Linked DNA regions of Canis lupus: region 2 is linked to region 1. The links are chromatin contacts, called in public Hi-C maps. All regions are on one chromosome and are shown on one strand. The core of a region is the stretch at or near the end of the contact, and the rest is flanking DNA. Distances in the headings are between cores, read along the strand shown. Region 1 holds the start of ELN (elastin). Region 2 holds the start of TMEM270 (transmembrane protein 270).

Region 1 (3,320 bases), core at 272-2,771:
CACCTGAGTTCAACACGTGGCCTTGTTAGTCCTCCAGAAGGCCACACAGCTCCAGGCTGGAGGGCGCGGGGGTCCTTTAGCTCCCTTGCTCAGAGCTGTGGTTGTGTCTCCCCCATCATTCTCCATCTGGGGGCAGGAAAAAGCTCACAGAACTTGTGACCTCGACTTTCCCCCTCCCCCACCCTAGAGGCTCTGATGATAGCAAGTATCTGTTCCCCTCCCGTATCCTCTGGCTCTTGAATTTCTTCCCCAATTTCGGGGGGCTGGGGAGGCATGACCCTCCGCTACTCTACCCAACCCCAGGAAAGTCCCCAAGGTCCTCATCCTGTGCAGGCAGGCTGGGACTTCGGGAGTCTTGGAAATGCTGGTCTCAGCTGTTTCAGCACAGGGCCGCCCCCTCCTGGCCACCAGCGGAATGTCAGCGCCCCAGGCGTCCTCCTGTGGCTGGGAGGGAACTTGCCGTCTGGGGACTCTGGAGTCTGGTCTGGGTGCTAGTGAGGCTCAGCATTGAGATAGATGGGGGCTGGGTGATAAAGAGGGGCCAGGACACTCAATCCGGGTGAGGTCCCCAACCCCTCGGTCCCCCAAAGAGTACCTGGGGATCCTGTCTGAACATCCCCAGACACTGTGGTCTACACAGGCCTGTGTGTGGGACTGTGACCTTGATCCATGAGGAATGGAATCCCTGTGGTGTGTCAGGGTCTCCCACATGTCCCCCAGATGCCCCAGGGCACTATGCCAATGTGGTCTTAATTCCCAGGCTGTTCTAATGCAGCCTCTGTGCCTTTGCAGAGGCAGATCCTAGACCTGCCCCCAAACCCTCCCCAGCATCAGCCGGGAGACAGTGACCTTAGTCCATAAAGGATGGACCTATAGTGTGTCAGAGTCCCCCCCCCCCCCCCCCCTTCTTTTCCCCTGATGCCCCACAGGGCAGCGCCAGCATGATCTCACCTTCCAGGCCGTTCTGCTCACAGCCCCTCAGCCTCTGCAGACATTGGCCCCAGGCCTTGGACCCCAGACCTGCCCAACACCCCACACCCCCAGCTTCGGGCAGGGACAGTCTCTGGCCAGACCTGGGGGTGTCGGGGGAGTCTGGAGGGCCGGGGTGGGGGCAGAGGCACAGGACAGCTGGCCTGCGTCCCCACGCTGGGCCCCGGGCCCAGCCGGAGGGGCGGGGGCCTGGCCACTCGGGCCTTGGCTGGGGCTGGAGTTTTGGCCGGGCTGCGGGCCCTCCCCCCGCTTCCTCTCCCGAGGGCTGTCCTGGCAGAGGCCCCCCTCGCACTTTCTGGCGGGAACGCGGCCAGCGCGGAGGGAACAGCTACAGAGGGAAGCCGAGAGGGATGGGGAAACTGTGCGTGTGCGTGTGTGTGTGCGCGCGGGTGAGTGTGTTTTAAGGAAAAAAGCCCACATCCAGTCCAGTCAGACTCAGCCTGGGAGGCTTGGGAGCGGGGCCTTTCGTAATTGCCCCCTCCCCGCGGCCCCCTCCCCCAGCTCCCCCCTCCCCCGCCGCCCGCCGCCCGCCCTCCTTCCCTCTCAGCGACGAGGCCGCAATTACGCTTTGGGGATAAAACGAGGCGCAGAGAGCGGCCCGGGGCACTTCTCCCCGAGATGGCGGGTCTGAGAGCTGCAGCCCTGCGGCCCGGAGTCCTGCTGCTCCTGCTGTCCGTCGCCCGCCCCTCGCAGCCCGGAGGTAGGCCTCTCCCTGCCCCGGGATGCCGCGGCCCCCCCTGACAGACCTGGGCGCCCTCCACCCCGCCGTCCGGGGACCCTGGGCGGGAGCCTCCCGGCCGCTGGATCCCCGCAACCGCGCCTCCCGGGAGCCAGCCCTGCCGAGGAGGAACCTGTCACCAGACACCCCAAGGTGCAGGGTGGTCCCGACCGGCCCAGGTCCTGCCGCCCGGCTCGGCTCGGCTGAGGCCCCCCACCTCTGTCCCGGGCGCTGTCTGCGGAGGGGGGGGCGCGCAAGCATGCTGCGGGAGGGCCCTCGGGGTCCCCTGGCAGGGCACAGGCAGTTTGCACACGTGTGGATCCAGTAGGGACAGGGGACTGGGGCCGGAGGCCAGCTCAGCGACTACGGTGAGCTGTGTGACCTCGACAGGTTCCTTGTTCCTCCCCCCACCCCGGGGAAGTCAGGACCCCCCTCAGAGGAAGGTCAGAGTTCCGTTGATTCCGGGCTGCGGGTTGGAAAGCTGCTGCTGTGGTCTGTCCCTGGTGAGGGGGGCCGGGCCATCGGAGCGTGTGTATGTGTGTGCAGGGCATGCACACAGGAACAAGTGTGTTGTGTGCTACGGCGCAGGTGGGCATGTGTGTATATGTCCAAATGTGTCATCAAACCATAGAGGAGGAATGTGTGTTCACAGGTTCACCCCTGAGCAGGTGTGTGTGATGGGAGAGGGCGTAGGGTTTGTGAAAGTGCCTGTTAGCGTGTGCGAAAGTCTGCCACCCGACAGGAATGGACACAGGGGAAATATGCTATCCAGGTGTGGACTGTCACCGAGCATGTGACTCTGTGAGTGTGTGTGTGTGTGTGTGTGTGTGTGTGTGGTATAGGACACAAACAAGGATCAGAGAAGCTGGGGAAGGTATTCATCTCCTGGCAGAGGGAGGGCAGCCAGTGACAGAGGCTAAAGTGGACCTCGGGGCAGTTCTGGACCATCTGGCATGCTCTCTGCCATAGGCCACAAGGATGCCCCCCTCCCCGGGGGAGGCTACACACCTCAAGGGCTCCTAGGAGTGGCCCCCTGGGGAGCCCTCCAGAAGGTGCTCTTGGCCATGGGAAGAGAGGAGTGCAGAGACTTGAGCCATTTGGTGGGGTAGCCTGGGTGGGGTCAACTTCCCATGGGCGTCCCCCTTTGCCATTAGAACCAGATCTTCAGTGGGGGACCAGTGTCGGGGGCGCGGGATGGAGCAGGGCCAGGCCGGAGGGCTGGAATGAGGGGCGGGGCAGCAGCAACCCTCTCCCCCGAGCCACTGACTAGCTGAACAGGACTGCTGAGAGCAGAGGCTTCTTGCAGAGGTCAGCTCCTGGACCTGGACCTGGATGGGGGTGCGGCGGGGGGCATACTAGGGGGGCAAGACAAACCCCAGACGACCGGCCACCCCAGCACCCCCAAGAGCAGCGGCTCTGGACCCTCTCAAACCTCTTCCCCACTCCCTCAGGTGTGGCCCCTGAGCACCTGCCTCCCCAGACAGTGCTTCCACATAGAGCGTGGCAATTAACCCCTCAAAACCCCCGAAGAGTTGAGAATATGATCTTCTTTTACCCATAGGTAAATGGAGGCTCAGACAGGCTAAGGCAGCCCCAGGGGGTTAGTACTGGC
Region 2 (3,320 bases), core at 335-2,834, 140 kb before region 1:
CATTGTGTGATAGAATATTCTGTGGCTGGACGCCTGGGTGGCTCAGTGGTTGAGTGTCTGCGTTTGGCTCAGGTCATGATCCCAAGGTCCTGATGATCAAGTCCCACATCGGGCTCCCTGCATAGAGCCTGCTTCTACTCCCACTGCCTATGCCCCTCTCTCTTTGTGCCTTATGAATAAATAAATAAAATCTTTTTATTATTTTAAAGATTTGGCGTTTGCCGACCTCACCACTTGCCTTGTGCTCCTCCCTGCCTCCCGCTTTCTGCTCTCAGAAGTGTTCAAATCATGCTGCTTTCCCTGTCCGGACCGTCCTTCACAGTTTCTATGGGAAGTTCCTAGCCATCCTTCAAAACTTAATGCAAGGAGGCCTTTTCGAAGCCCTGGTGACCCCTTAGTGCCACAATGTCGCGGGTACAGAGGGAGGGTGGGTGATAGGAAAGGCAGAGGACAGAGTGGAGGGACTTTGCACACTTCACCCTCCAGACCCCAGCTGTTGTCCCAGGAGAGGAAAGGAATTGGTGGACAGACTGGGCTGAGGTCATCCTTGATGTTGCAGGGACTGGGTTCCCACGTCCAGTTGGGCAGGTTACATCCTGCACAAGGGTGCCTGGCCGAGGTGGCAAATGAGGACTGAAGACATGGTGTGGGCGAGCGCTGGGGTGGCAACCACCCTTTCCAACCTGCACCAGGGTGCCCTCTAGTCACCGAGCCCCGCATTACAGTAGCCTTTCCAGAAGAGGGCGTGCTTCTAAAAATTTCTAAAAGGCTGTGAGAGCCTCCTCTTGTGGCCTCCTGGAGCACCTGCGGGGGGGGGGGGGGGGGGGGGGGGGGGGAGGGGGGAGGGGGGAGGGGCGGGGGGGGGGGGGACCCAGACAGGAAAGCAATCTGAGGCACTCTGTACTAAAAGTTCTGGATTCTCCCAGAAAATCCTAAGCCTTTGACCCTAATTGCAGCCTCCGGCAAGCTTTGCAAGATGCTCCAGGCAGCCTGTGGCCTCCTTGGAGTGGGCGAGTTCAGCAAATTGTTGCCTTTCTTTCATTCCCCCTGCCTCTCTCCAGAACTCTCTGGAGCGTTCAGGTCAGCACACTCTGTCTCCCCTGCTTTGCTGTAACGGAGTCTTAGGTGTCACTAAGATCTGAGGGGAAAACTAGCAACTTCATTTCTCTGCTTTGTGGTGGGGTGTGTGCGTATGTGGGGATGCATAGAGGGGCTTAGGTAGGGGTCTGCAGGTTTGGGCAGCTGAGGCTCCTATCTGTCTCCAAATACAGTGTCCCCTGTGGCCCTGGGATGGTGTCAAGATATCTATTTCCTGGGCCTTTGATTCTTTGGGATTTCCACAGACGTGGGCAGGTGCAGCCCCCAGCCACCCTCAGCCACAGTTTCTGTACACAAGGACTGCCTCAGTTCCCACTGCAGGCCCCGAGGCTGTCCCTCTGAGAACCTTCTCTGGCGCTTGTGTGGGTGTCTGGGCAGTCTCCAACCAGGAAGGGGACAGGATGTAGAAGACAAATACCTTAGTTTTTGCACATTGCAGGGTGGGGGAGGCAGGTAGAAGGGGGTCTTTTATGGCAACCGGGTCACCACGGTAACTCAGCCCCACCCTGCAGTATCTGTGAGGTCACCCTTCCTCTCCCAGCTGGAGGAGGGGGAGAAGGGGCAGATATGGAGGCCGTCCCTCCGGTCAGATCCAGCCTCTTGGAAATTCTGCTGCTGGTAGTGAAGCTTTCAGTGCTGGTGAGTGGGAAATGGGGGCCCCCAGGCCTTCCCAGTTACCTCAGAGCTGTTGGACCCCATGGACCTGTCCCATCCGGTGGAACTAGGTGACTGCCTCCCTCAGAAGCCTCACCCACAAGCCACAGTGCCCGTAGTGGGGTACATAGCCAGTCCCAGATGGCCGTCTCCCATGCCGCCCCCTAGGGCTCCAGGTGGTCCTCTGGACAAAGGTGTGTGGGGTCTAGATGGGGTGCTTTAGGGCTCTGATGAGGGCCCGTTCAGCCCCAGGAATGGTGGAACTTTCCCGTTATAGTCTCTTTCCCCACTCAAGCTTGCACTTTTCTTCCATTAGATGGGAAGCATCATATCCACCCTGTCACCCAGGACAGAAGCCTGGAGATCTTGGGTCCCACTCTCTCCTTTACCCCTCTCTAGAGGTCACTCAGTCACTGCCCCTGCACTTCACATTTTTCTACCCCAATGCCACTGCCATTTGTCCCCAGCTGCCCTCATGACACCAACAGGTAGCCGGTGGGCAGGAAAGCCCAAGTGCTTGGGAGAAAAAACCGCCTGGGGTTCAAATCTGCAGGATCAGAGGGCTGAGGGGGTATGGTCACTCCTTCTATTATCATAATGAACCACTTCCTTTGCTAGACTTCTTTTTTTTCAGTCATTTATTGGCAAAAGAGGTTATAGTAATCATAGATTATCTAAATTACAAGATATTTTCTCATATAAGCATAAATATTTGATTAATAAAATTTTTAAAATTGGGGTTCAATTTGCCAACATATATCATATCACCCAGTGCTCATCCCGTCGTGTCCCCCCTCAGTACCCGTCATCCAGTCACCTCCACCCCCCCCTCCCTTCCACCACCGCTTGTTTGTTTCCCAGAGTTAGGAGTCTCTCATGGTCTGTCTCCCTCTCTGATATTTCCCACTCATTTTCTCTCCTTTCCCCTTTATTCCCTTTCACTATTTTTTATATTCCCCAAATGAGTGGGACCATATAATGTTAGTCCTTCTCCGATTGACTTACTTCACTCAGCATAATACCCTCCAGTTCCATCCGCACTGAACCAAATGGTGGGTATTCGTCATTTCTAACGGCTGAGGAATATTCCATTGTGTACATAGACCACATCTTCTTTATCCATTCATCTTTCGATGGACACCGGGGCTCCTTCCACAGTTTGGCTATTGTGGACATCACTGCTATAAACATTGGGGTGCAGGTCTTCCGCTTTGCCTAGACTATTATCAATAATCACTTCAAGGGAAAGAAAACCAAGATAAAACGAAATACTTTCTAAAGCGAATGGACTGAGAATGGAGTCCTTAGAAGTAGGCAGATAAAGATCTTTCTTGTTGGGGAAGTTGAGACCTCCAGAGAGGGGGGACCTGGCCTATGGTAGCCTGGCGGCCCCACCCCTACAATAAAACCGGGGACAAAAAAAAACTAAAAAAAAAAAAAACTAAAAAAAAAAAAACTAAAATAAATAAATAAATAAATAAATAATAAAACCGGGGACAGGTAGGGTGCATGAGTGACAATGGTGTGGCTCTCCCTCCTGCAGCTGGTCCAGAACCGAGTCCACCTCT

Evidence for each region. Hi-C and Micro-C count contacts between places; a contact is called where the count stands out from the background.
Region 2: a contact with region 1 is called in a Hi-C map of liver, with 7 times the contacts expected there. The contact joins the promoter of TMEM270 here to the promoter of ELN in region 1. A contact is called at or near these places in 3 of 9 Hi-C or Micro-C datasets (amygdala, blood and liver).

The regions. Positions count from the first base shown.
Region 1 is chr6:6,246,327-6,249,646 of UU_Cfam_GSD_1.0, reverse strand. ELN (elastin) reads left to right here and starts at 1,521. Exons shown (of 35, transcript XM_038539091.1): 1 at 1,521-1,690. The coding sequence starts at 1,609. LOC102157065 (a long non-coding RNA gene) reads right to left here and starts at 1,423. Exons shown (of 5, transcript XR_005360533.1): 1 at 952-1,423; 2 at 4-126.
Region 2 is chr6:6,389,702-6,393,021 of UU_Cfam_GSD_1.0, reverse strand. TMEM270 (transmembrane protein 270) reads left to right here and starts at 1,584. Exons shown (of 3, transcript XM_038539093.1): 1 at 1,584-1,737; 2 at 3,296-3,320. The coding sequence starts at 1,666. It overlaps LOC111096195 (a long non-coding RNA gene), which reads right to left and starts at 1,587. Exons shown (of 3, transcript XR_005360538.1): 1 at 1,517-1,587.